3 separate regions of the Mus musculus genome follow, and all the other regions are linked to region 3. The links are chromatin contacts, called in public ChIA-PET and Hi-C maps. All regions are on one chromosome and are shown on one strand. The core of a region is the stretch at or near the end of the contact, and the rest is flanking DNA. Distances in the headings are between cores, read along the strand shown. Region 1 overlaps Gm34568 (predicted gene, 34568). Region 2 overlaps Gm12610 (predicted gene 12610). Region 3 holds the start of Mtap (methylthioadenosine phosphorylase).

Region 1 (3,938 bases), core at 664-3,163, 140 kb after region 3:
GAGTTCTATGTCTTCATCCAAAGGCTGCTAGTGGAAGACTTTCTTCCAGGCAACTAGGGTGAAGGTCTTAAGCCCACACCTACAATGACACACCTACTCCAACCAGGTCACATCTATTCCAACAAGGCCACACCTCCAAATGGTGCCACTCCCTGGTCCAAGAATATACAAACCATGACACTGAGTTTATAGAAAAGGAAAGGAAATCTACAAGTTGAAGAGATAGCCACACTGCCATGGCTATGGTACTATTCAGAGTAGCTCAGGAATGGAAACAGCATAAGCGCCCATTGGTTGATGCGCCAATGAGGAAAACCTGGTACACGCCACACGTTCATGAATATGATTCATATTTTCATGAAAGAATGAAACCCTGTGGTTTGTAGCAGCACTGATGAAACCAGAGGTCATTATGTTAAGTGAAATGAGCAGGCACAGAAAGTCCCGCACCTGCGTGACCTCACTAACAGCAGAGGAGAAAAAAAAATCCATCTCTTAGAAATGAAGAGTGAAATGATAATTACCAGAGGCTGGTAAGTGTAGGGAGGGAGAAAGAACGGAAAGAGGCTAATTATCAGGTATTAACTTACAGTTAGGTAGAAAAAAAGTTCTAGTGGTGTGTTGCACAGGACAGTGACAATAGGTAATAACATATTCTCTTACTCTTTGTCTCACAGAAAAGAGTTTGAACATTTCCCCACCAGGAAGTAATAAGTGGGCCTAGGTTCTGTTTGTAAAGTGTTTGCCTTATAGGAACAAGGGCCTGAATTTGATTCCCAGAACTCATGGAAAACAGCTGGTGTCCTGCCACGTATTCATGATCCCAGTACCGGGAAAGCAAAGATAAGCCCAGCCCTGGGACTTGCCGGCCCCCTTGGTCAGCCCACTTGGTAAGCTCTAGACCTCAGAGACCCTGTCTCAAAAACAGAAATTGTCCATGAAAGATTGAAAAAAATTACAAAGTTTGTTGAGTTGGGAAGAGACTGATGAATTGGAGAAGAGTTTGGGGGGGGGGGCAGTGAATATGATTAAAACATATGGCATGGAACTCTTAAAAAAAAAACTAAGAAAAAATTTAAAACAAAAAACAGTAATGTGAATGGCTCCCAAGATTGAATACGCATCCCCCTCCCCCCCGTGTGTGTGTGTGTGTGTGTGTACAAGAAATGATAGGTGCTTCAAAAGACAGATATGTATGCCTGGTTTAGATTTCTATATAATATATTCATGATTTAAATATAATGCAGATGAGTACATGTTTTACTTTTTAATGGGCTATATAGATTTAACGGAAAGTGCAGAAACATTAGGCTCCTCCTCTTCCTCATTTAAGAGGTAGATAGTATCTATTTATAAAATGAGGGACTGTACCCAGGGTTCCTAAGGGCTCACTCTGCTCCAACATTCTTTGAGAAATTCTAAATCTCTATCCCTGCCCTCTCACTCAAATCATAAGCAATACTTAAAAGCATTTTTCCACAAGGATTTCTGCACATATTGTCTTGGAAATTTATTGTGAATCACTAAGTTACCCCCTTTTTGTTGGAAAATTAACAATGTTGCATTCTGTTGCTATAACCCAAACAATACTGAATTAAATTTGTCCTGGGCTTATGAAGGCATTTATTCAACAAAGTGATTTCTTTCCAAGCAAATGAGTTACTTATTTCCATTAAGAATAAAATAAAAAGAAAGCATGCTCTTCTCTATGTAACTAGTTCGGTAGACACTAACTGGTTGCATTGTCTGTAAAGCTGTGAATCAAGTAAAATTTCCTGTGAGTGTGCAGTTTCCTTTGTAGCTTACATAAATTTGTGGATTATTCCAAGATATGTACACTCATAGTTACTCACTTGAGAAAATAGAGTTGTGCGTACTTGCACATCATAGAAAAACACCCACACATACAAAGCCTGCCTTTTACCAGGACTTGAGATGAGAAAATAAAGCAGCCAGAATGGCTTCTTACCCCCTCCACCCTAACCACACCTTCCTGCCCTAAGCCTATTGCCCAAATCCAACTGTGCCCCAACACATGCCTCTTTGAAAATTGAAAAGATATTGAGAGGAAAGGTCAAGTGAAAAAAATAAAGCCGGAAAGAGAAACGTGTGAAAAAAGAGACCAAGACAGGAAATGTAGTTGGCTGGAGCTTTCTGAAGTAAACAGCATTTGGAAGCAGAGAGCAACTAATTCTTGACTTTCATGTTCTCCTGAAAAAGGTGATGGTCCAACAATTCAGTTGAATTAGGTAAATGGGGCTGTTTTAATGAGTTGAAATAAGATCATCTACCCAAGATACTTCTAGAAACTCAGTGAAATTCTTGGTTCTGATCATTTAGGTTAGAACTCTTGTAGTAGATAACCAATTAAACTCATCTTCTACTTGTGCATCTGGCGTGGTACTTGATCTCTACTACAGCAATTCTGTAGTGTTCTCTCTTTGCAGCATCACTCTTCCTATTTGTGCGTTCCTTTTTAGAATAAAAGTAGGCTGAGCCATCTCAGCGTTTGCATTTGCACTGAAGCCAAGCAGCCTGCCTAGCTCTTTGAAAGTGTAGGTATGGTTAAAGATAGAACCACTGAAAACCCAATAAAAGGAAGGCAAGGTGGTATCTATAGAAACGTCCTGCTGGGTTTCTATAGACAGGGCAGGAGGTACTAATCTGCTACCAGGGAACTGAGGAAGTGTGGTGGTGTTCCACAGCTCCAGAGAGCAAGCTAAGTGAGAATTTTGTAGGCCCCTAGCTGAGAGGTTGCCTCTTCAATAGAGAGTTCAGAACGTATTTGAGTCAGCCAACTTTTTTTTAATGTCTATGAAGTAGATATTTGAACCAATTTTTAGGCTTTAGTCACTCTAAAGCAAATTGCTGACAATAATCAAAAGTTCAAAATTATTGCTTGGTTGCAATTGCTGTTAGTCCTTTAAAACAAATATAGTTGCCTTTAAAAATGTTCATTCTTTAAAGTAAAGAAAAGCTTAAGTGAGGAAGAGCTTATAGCTTGCAAAAAAAAATGCACATCCCCCGGGGGGTCTTTATAAGTAGTAATCATGCTGCAATTGCTGCAAGAACAAATGAGGGCATCTATTCCATTAGCATGTACAAACAACTTGCCTCGTTAGATCTGACTTGAGACAAAAGTCTTGTTGTACACCAGCAGCCTTGTAAGTATTGCAAAAGTGACATTTAGCCCTCATCGGCATCGATTCATGCATTGTCATGTGGTGACTAAATCACTGAGTGTCTCATGCCCAGCAAGGAATTAGAGACTACAATGCTTGAGAACCATGTCAGTTGAAAACGACTGGAAAGTCATTTGATTCAGTTTAGTTATGAAAAACATTTATTGCTTATTTACGTATATAACACATTGTAGTGAAACATGCATAGGGCAAATGAGACTTTCCTTCAAGCAGCTTGTTGAAAATAGATAATTACAAATATGGCTATAAAATGAAATCTTGTAATAATGTACTGAATCAATGGTATGGGGTGTGTGTGCCCAGATGCACACACACTCATGCGTGCACAGATCCATTGATTTTTAAATACTTCCCATTGATTAGGGCCCAGTGGGTTTCTTCTGTCTAAGGAAAGACTTCAACCTTTCTCTAAGTGAAATGAGCATGCTCCGATATTGGAGCAGTAGCTTAGACATCCCTGTCTACATTTCTGTTTGCACATTTTAGTCACCAAGTTGTTCTCTGATCCAGCCATAAATGAGCCATATTGACTTTAAGTTGTGATCACTCCATGCAGACAACTTGTCTGTAAGGCGATATGCAAATATGGTGGAAGTATTGCATTTGATAAAAATGGCATTATGAGTTTGGGATAATTTCCTGTATTAAGCTTGATCCCTGCTAATAGATGCTGCTGCTATGGAAAACTGGGCAGTTCTGTTTCTATGAGACCAGAATGCTGTTTGTCCATGCAGC
Region 2 (3,764 bases), core at 6-2,505, 230 kb before region 3:
TAATACACTGAGGTAGGACAGAACAAACAAATGAAAGAAAAAGAGCCCAAGAAAAGGTACAAGAAATGGAGATAGATGAAGAAATCCATTCATTCTCACACTGGGGAATCACGCACAGACACTAACCTGAAAGCCATAATACACACGCAAAAGACCCACAGGGTATAAAGGCGTGTGTGTGTGTGTGTGTGTGTGTGTGTGTGTGTGTGTGTGTGTGCATGAAGTTAAAATTAAAAATTAAGAGGTTTTTTTTTTTTAAAGTAAAATCTCTAAAATGACATTGTGAGACTAGGAACCTCCAAGGACACCATTGAGGTCATTTCATTTTGTTCTGGCATCTTCTGCTGGGCGTGCAGCCTCCCCTTAAGAGTGGTTTGCTTCCCAGTGAGACTCCCTGGGAGAAAACTAATTCACGTTTACAAGCAGTTATATTGCTTCTAGGTTAAGGATGGCGGCATGTGTCCACTTTTCCTTCCATCTCTGATGCAGATCCTTGCAGGCCCTGTGCATGCTGCCTCAGGCTCTGAGTTCATGTGAGCTTTGTTCAGCTCATTTTGAAGGCCATGCTCTCCTTGGTGTCCTCCATCCCCTCCGACTCTTCCAGTCTCTCTGCCTCCTCATCTGCAGGGCTCCCTGAACTCTAAGCAGAAGGATTGGATACAGACGTCCCATTTGAGGATGAGTGTTTCAAGGTCTCTCGCTCTCTCCATATGAACAGCCTGTGGATTTGTTCCTGCCTGCTGCAGGGAGAAGCTTTTGTGACGATGACTGAACAAGTCACTGATCTATGAGCATAGCAGGATGTCATTAGGAGTCATATTGTTGTTACTTTTTTTAGAACAGTAGCATTTGATTTTACCCTAGGCCCCAGGGCTCTTGTGATAATAATTTTTTTAAAATACACACACATACAAACACACACATACACACATACACACACACACACACACACACATATACACGCGTATATACATATTGTATATATTTATCAATTTACACAGGAAACCTTAAAGGCATCCATACTCAGGGATACTGACAGAATCAAAGAAAGCTCTGCTTTCATTAGACCACTCTGAAAAATAACCAGAACAATTGTTTAATAAACTTGGGAAATAGCAGCATATTTTTCTCTTTTGCTAGGCATTTTATCATTTATGCAATTTCAATGTTAAATTAACTTAGTATGTACAACTCTAGATTGTTTCATCTTCCCTTTTTTAAAAGATGTGTTTTATTTATAAGAAGCAATTTGCAGTGCAACTCTTACAGCTAATTATAGAACCAGGGGGAAGTTGGCACCAATTCTTGAGGTTCAGATTTTTCTCTTATAACATGAGGAAGTTTAATGTTAATAATTCTATGTTTCATGACAATGTTTATTAAAGTATAGGTAGGTAGACGCCAGGTGTGGTGAGTCACACTTGTGGTGGTGAGTCACACTTGTGATCCTTAGGAAGCTGAGGCAAGAAAACTGCCTCACACTCAAAATCAGTCTGCACTCCATAGTGATCCTGGGCCACAGTAAGCAGAGAAATAACAATAACAAATTGGGGTTACTGCCTCTGAATGCAAAGGCTTCCGAGCAGTGCCTTAGGGCTCATAATGAAAAAGATATTCCTGCTGATTAGCTGGAGGGAGACCAAAAAAAAAAAAAAAAAAACAGTTGGAAAGGGGAAAGTAAAATATGTTTTCTGCCTTCAGTGTAACTGACACCAATATCTCCACTCTTAGATTGTTACTTTGTTTCATAAACAGCAAACATGTCTCATTACATGTCTCATCCTTACTCTTTCACCCTCAAGAACTATTTTTATTAATATGCTAATCAGGTAGGAAATATCAGCTGACTAAAGAAAAGAGAATTAATCTGAAAACATCCCATCACGTGTTGCTTACAGTTACCCAGTCCTCACTTCCCTGCCCTCTGCCTCGTGTCTCTGTGAGAGGAGCTGTAAAAAGGAGATAAAGTGAGTTGTGTACTGCCCTCCCTAGCCTCACTCCCAGGGAGAATTCACAGGTAGAGTCTCCCTATGGTGTGTAAAACACTGATGCCAAGACCTGGACACGGATGACTTAGTAGTCAAATATTGACATTAAAGTCTCTTTATTTGAAAATGTTATAGCCAGGGCATCAACCTAGGAATTCAACGGCCTTGTTTCTGCTATCAAACAAACTCAACTAAGTTTAAAATAATAGCACATTTCCAAACGCTTAACAGCGTAGGCGGCATGCAAATAGTCCGAAAGCCATGAGTATGACACATGGGTAACGGACGTTTGGGAAACAATGAAAGAAAACATAAAAAACAGCTTTCACAAGCCAAGGAGAAAGAAGTAGGGTCACATTGTAAAACTCAAATCTCTCACTTGCTGGACTGTATGCTTTGAAGGCAAATCCAGTTTTCATCTGAGTCAGTATATTAGGTGCCCAACTTTGAATACTACATACATTTATAGACAATCAAATACTACACACACACACAGTAGACATAATTCTACAATCAGAACAGCCCCTTTATTCAGACAGTTCTTGATAGAGAAACACATATAAAGACAGCAAATGTGGAAAAGCCTTAAAGTAAATTTATACACAATTTACTAATGTTGATGTTATCTTACTTTGAAAGGGGGAGAAAATCTAAGAGACAGCTTGTTCTGTGGCTGAAAATTCATGAAAACAAGACTCTTAATTGCAAAAAGAAAATGTTCACAATCACTCCATACAATATAAAAGGTATAGTAATGTTAAAAAAAATTCTTAAGTGATTGATATGAATGTTATTTCTATAAGTAATTTAAATTTTCAAATACAAAATATGAACTCTATAGTCCCTTACAACTATAACGAAGAAAATGACCTTAAGGGGAAAAAAAGAATTACAACTCCTATATAAAAGTATTGTGATCAATCACTTCAAAATGACAGCATATTACTAGGAGGATCACAAAACCCATCGACTGTCAAAGCATGTGCGCATTCCGTAACTGTGGCCATGTGTTACCAAATCATGTATTTTATGAACAGAACTGAATAGTAGAGTTTAAACGTAATGGTTCTTGCACAGTTATGTAAAAGAAAAAGAATTCAGGTCACTCTTGCAGAAACATCAGAGCTTTGGGGAAAAGGATTCAAAGTCATCATAAACTTTCTCTAACAGAACAGGGCCAAGGTTAACATCACTGTCAGTGTTGGACATCGCTACTGGGTCTGAGTACTTGCCTGAAGACAGTATAGACTGAGACCTGCTGGACTCGTACTCCCGGAGCCCTGCATTGGTGGCCGGAGGGCAACGTAGCGCCTGGGCACAGTGGGCAGACGAATGCCTGCTGAGGCATGGACCAGATTTCATAAATTCATCAATGTGATATGCTGGGATGTCTACAGCCATTCTCTGCCAGCCCTTTCCAAGAGCAGTTATGTACTTTCTGCTTTTTAGAGACAGGAACTAATGATATGAATTGCTGACATCTGTGAATTATAACATTTTTGTGAATATTATAAATATTTGGTATACGAGACCACCAAGGCAGAAAATGTACTGTTCACTACCCTACCTCTAGTGACCCGTCCGTTTCTGAAGCAATGCTGATATTCAGCAAATACTTGGTGAATGAATGAATAACTTTGTGATTGAAGGTTTCAGCTCCTAGAGAGATGGTAGATGGTATTTGGAGGAGAAAATAAGAAAAATAACTTCAGCTATTCAAAGTTGAACCATTTATTCTTTCTTTTCTTTTCTTCCTTTTTGTAATTTAAACAGTTT
Region 3 (4,020 bases), core at 632-3,131:
TTCATGTTCTCACACTTGGGCAGCAAGCACTCCAGAGACGGAGCCACTTCACTCTCGCGCTAAGATATCGTTTTTATAGGTTATTTTGCTCTGGATAGGGACCCTTCCTGTTTTCTATGTGGGGTGCTGCCTTAGCAGTTTGTGGAATATGGTGTTGGCATCATGATTTTTTATTAGCAATGTTCTCACCTGTTGCAATCTCAAGAAGAGAACTCAGCAGGTATTCCGAGCACCATTTATATCTCTAAGTTTTATTTCAAAAGCTTGCCAAGATAAAAAAAATACATATCATTCAATATTTACATAGCTCTTTCTGCTCTTAAGTGGACCACATTCATTTTGCAGGGAAACTGTGTGTTGGGCAGAAGGCTAACCAGATTAAAGCAAATTCTTTCTGTTGAGATATGCTGGTCCTTGCACAGATAGTATTATCCTGACTGGACTGATTAAGTGTGAAGTTCTAGCTATTTGGTTTTACTCACATTGTGGGACAGAGATGACAAATAGATCTATCTTCAAATCACAGGCCTCTACCTCAGTGAAATTTCCAGCCCACAATATGTTAAAATCTCCACTTTATAAATAAGTACCTACTGTACCTTGCACATGAAGACCCTTTCTGCCCCGTTCCTGCTGACTGGAACCATGGCTTTCTATAAATGTAAATAATCCTTTTCAAAATGGAGAAAAGAAAAAGTTGGCCCCTATGACCGAATGCAGCAACCTCACCCTGAGTGGTTCATGAAGCCCTGCAGGGCCCCAGTATACAATGCCCTGGCACGCTGAAGGCTAAATGCAGAGATGGGCCTCTTGCAAGGGCATCAAACGGCACTGCAGGCAATCAAAAGGATGCCTGAAGAAAACTGTGCACTTCCTGTAGCATGGGTCAGAAATTCCTAAACTGAATCAAATTAACTGCGTTCTTGGCTAATAATAAACAGCCTAGAAAGGACTTAAACACCAGTGTTTCCTGGGCTCCGTTATTCCACTCTCTACCCATCAATCAGGATGTGTTTAAAACTCCCCAAGGGAGGCTCACTCCAACTCTCAGAACTCATGCTCTCATCTGGCCAGCTGTTCCCGGCGCACAAGAGTCCCTTGTGTCCAGATCTCTGGGGACCTAAGGCCTAAGAAAATAACTCTAACTTTCAAGGTTGGAAAGCGGTTTATAAGACAGAGGCCTCCAGTCTGAGAGCGGTCCGCGCTCTGTTTCAGTATTTAAAAAGTCTCAGAGCTCCCTCAGCTCTGCGCTGCCGAGGTAAAACAAAGCAAAAGGAAATCTAAGTTTGGAGGGGGAAATGAAGCCGAAGCATGCAAAAGAGCAAGTGCCAGCTCTCCCACGTGGGCCTAGTCAAAGTAGCGGAAGCTTAAGTCCCGTAAGACTAGAGGGACCGACGCAGCAGCCGCAGGAGCTGAGCCACGCGCCAGCTCCCGCCTGGGGGGGAGTGGTACTAAAAGAGGGTGGCAGCGGGGCGCAGTCCCCTCCATCATCCCGCTCCCCCTTCTATTACCCCACTCCCCATCAGAGCCCCGGTTACCACCGCTCGGGCCCGGAATGCAGATGAGTTCAAAGGCTGGGGACATCGGGGTGGCGCTGGGTGCCGCGCGCCCTGTCCCCTCCCTGCTGAGCGGTGGGTGGGGGGCGCTCCGGCTGGGGACACAGCCTGGAGGCTCGAGAAGGAACCCTGCAGGGCTGGCCCATTCACAGCTTGTAGGGTGATCTCACCTTCACCGCCGTGCAGGCGGAGCCCGAGGCCATGTCTGCACCAGGGAAGTCCACAGCGGGCCGCAGCGTGGGACCGGGAGGAGACTGCGGGGCCGGCGTGGCGCGGGAGTGAGCAGTGCGGGGACCCACGGGCTCTGGCTCCTCCTCTTCCTCCCGGGGAGCGCGGGATTGGCTGTTCTCCTCCACCCTCCTCCTCAAATCAGGTTCCCGCCTCCCGTCCCTCTTGCAGAGTTTTCGGCTTCTCGGGGCTTCTGTTGTTACTGTGCAGCCTGATGGCGAGTCTATGATCAAGATAGAAAAGCCACTTAGGATGTGCTTGTCACTTTGTCTTTTAACTGTTTCACAAGAACATGGTGAGGTAGCGCATTACTGCCAGTTCTGCGGCGACTTGGCTGCCCCGGTGGCCAGGGCTGTAAAATCAGGGCCTGCCGCATTCCTGGGCTTTGGGGAGGGCGGAGGGAAACTGAAGAGTGCTAGCTTGAGATTCCCGCCCCCCACAGCTCTGATTTACAAACTGGTTTATTTAGCTTCTGTTTGGCGGGGAGCTTTTAAGGAGGCAGGACCCTCCCCAACACCCAGCCTGATGCTACCAGCAAGGGGCATTTTTAAAATTCCTTTATACAATGGCTAGTGATGCAGATTTGTAATCCCACTCACTCATGAAGTCTGGTCAGCAAGCAGTATGGCAAGTTCAAAGTCTTACTTGGTTACAGAGTGAGTTCAAGACCATCTTGAGCAATATTAAGAGTCTATCTCAAAAATAAACAGAGGGCTTGGTATTTAGCTCAGCACTAAAGTGTTTATCTAGCATCCAAGGAGACACTAGCTTCAATCCTCACTCCAATAAAATAAGCAAAAATTAAAACAAAACTTTCTATGCCAGGGCAGCATACGGTACAGCAGGATTCAGGTCAGGACCTGTGTCTCTGTGATGCAATACCAGCAAGACCCACTCTGACCCCAGCGACCTTTCCCCTGGATACTCTCTCTGAGAGGCCCTATCCCTTCTCTACTAGGACAATTCATTATAGCCTTTGATGGTACAAGCTGCGCCAAACAAAATGCTGGGCAGCAGCTATCTTTTTTTTTTTCTTAGTTTATTTCATTATTTATATGTATGCACACACAAATACCTGCAGGTGTGTTTGTGTTTGTGTGTGTGTGTGTGTGTGTGTGTGTTTGTCCAGAACCCAGCCTGAAGCTGGAGTAACAGGCAACTGTGAACTGCCTGATATAGATTCTGGAAACCGAATTTACCTCTACAAGTGCTCTTAACCCCTGAGCCATCTCTCCAACCCTGGGTGACAGCTATCATTTTTTAAGGTTTATTTATTACTATATCTAAGTACACTGTAGCTGTCGTCAGATGCACTAGAAGAGGGCATCAGATCTCATTACGGATGGTTGTAAGCCACCATGTGGTTGCTGGGATTTGAACTCAGGACCTTTGGAAGAGCAGACAGTACTCTTAACAGCTGAGCCATCTCGCCAGCCCTGGGTGACAGCTATCTTAAGGGTGGTCCCCCGAGATATAGAAAAAGCTACAAATTTCTCTGTGGTTGGGAAGGAGCCAAGGAAGGAGATTCTGTTTTCTTCTTCTCAGCAGTGTTAACTGAAAGTTCCCAGAGAAAAGGTACCCTCGACTCGCATTCGACGAGGCCGATGAACTAATCAGGCTTGTGGAGAGTTGGAAAGTTTCTGGCCCAGAGCCTACCTTGCCCTGTCTTGCCCCACTAAGTGGTACTTACTATCTGCCTTTCTGTGTGCCTTATTGTCCTTGTGCCTATTGGGTAAATCTTTTGGAGTGTACAAAGCTAGCTCCCACCAATCCCAAAGGCGAGCCTCATCGGTAGCATCTGCAGCCTACACTCTATCCTTCCCTATAAGTCACCTGTGTGATGTTTTCAGGAATACATTCAAAGTGTTTTCCTGTGTGACTTTTGTTGTTGTCGTTGTTCCGTTCCTATGACAACTTGGTGAAACTGTTACTGTCCTGGAACATAATTTGGGTTGAACTAAATCTGTGTTCCCTGCCCTGGCCACTCATGCTTGGGTCCAAAACAAGTTCTCAGACTGTCTTTGGTGTGAGAGCTGGTGTTTATGTCAGTAGTAAAGCAATACCCGTACACCTCCATTTAATGAATCTCCACCTTCTGTTGGTGTGGATGCTGCCTGATGCTGTGTAGACCCATTCGTCGCCATTATCCACTCTGTGTCTAAGTTTTCTCAAGATATAAACATTTCTTCTGTTACAATCATTTTAGGTTATAAAATACAATGGAAAGCTGGGTGTG

Evidence for each region. A called contact is a pair of places that touch in the nucleus more often than the background predicts. ChIA-PET counts read pairs in DNA pulled down with a chosen protein or histone mark.
Region 1: an RNA polymerase II ChIA-PET map of effector CD8 T cells shows a contact between it and region 3, with 7 read pairs. The contact joins the enhancer-like site here to the promoter of Mtap in region 3. A contact is called at or near these places in 1 of 15 datasets of contacts at CTCF or cohesin (CD8 T cells), 14 of 484 Hi-C or Micro-C datasets (3T3-L1-derived adipocytes, the C2C12 cell line, CD8 T cells and 10 more) and 3 of 115 datasets of contacts at active chromatin or transcription factors (CD8 T cells, effector CD8 T cells and memory CD8 T cells).
Region 2: a Hi-C map of bone marrow-derived macrophages shows a contact between it and region 3, with 3 times the contacts expected there. The contact joins the enhancer-like site here to the promoter of Mtap in region 3. A contact is called at or near these places in 1 of 39 promoter capture datasets (the C10 cell line), 5 of 15 datasets of contacts at CTCF or cohesin (CD8 T cells, embryonic stem cells, large pre-B cells and 2 more), 37 of 484 Hi-C or Micro-C datasets (the Ba/F3 cell line, the C10 cell line, the G1E-ER4 cell line and 24 more), 24 of 115 datasets of contacts at active chromatin or transcription factors (CD8 T cells, Th17 cells, astrocytes and 14 more) and 3 of 9 other capture datasets (adipose tissue, bone marrow-derived macrophages and liver).

Annotation. Positions count from the first base shown.
Region 1 is chr4:88,999,651-89,003,588 of GRCm38.p6, reverse strand. All of the region lies in intron 1 of Gm34568 (predicted gene, 34568), which reads right to left. Among named protein-coding and RNA genes, the nearest start is that of Gm34568, 45 kb to the right of the region's middle. Within about 2 kb of position 1,913, at least 33 of the 459 cell types and tissues checked have an H3K27ac peak or open chromatin away from gene starts, as enhancers often do. A contact at or near this core is called in the C2C12 cell line, CD8 T cells, effector CD8 T cells and 2 more, where this site is marked.
Region 2 is chr4:89,361,007-89,364,770 of GRCm38.p6, reverse strand. The region is part of intron 2 of Gm12610 (predicted gene 12610); the gene reads right to left. Among named protein-coding and RNA genes, the nearest start is that of Cdkn2b, 52 kb to the right of the region's middle. Within about 2 kb of position 1,255, at least 20 of the 459 cell types and tissues checked have an H3K27ac peak or open chromatin away from gene starts, as enhancers often do. A contact at or near this core is called in the G1E-ER4 cell line, bone marrow-derived macrophages and pancreatic cancer cells, where this site is marked.
Region 3 is chr4:89,135,231-89,139,250 of GRCm38.p6, reverse strand. Mtap (methylthioadenosine phosphorylase) reads right to left here and starts at 1,881. Exons shown (of 8, transcript NM_024433.2): 1 at 1,727-1,881. The coding sequence starts at 1,759.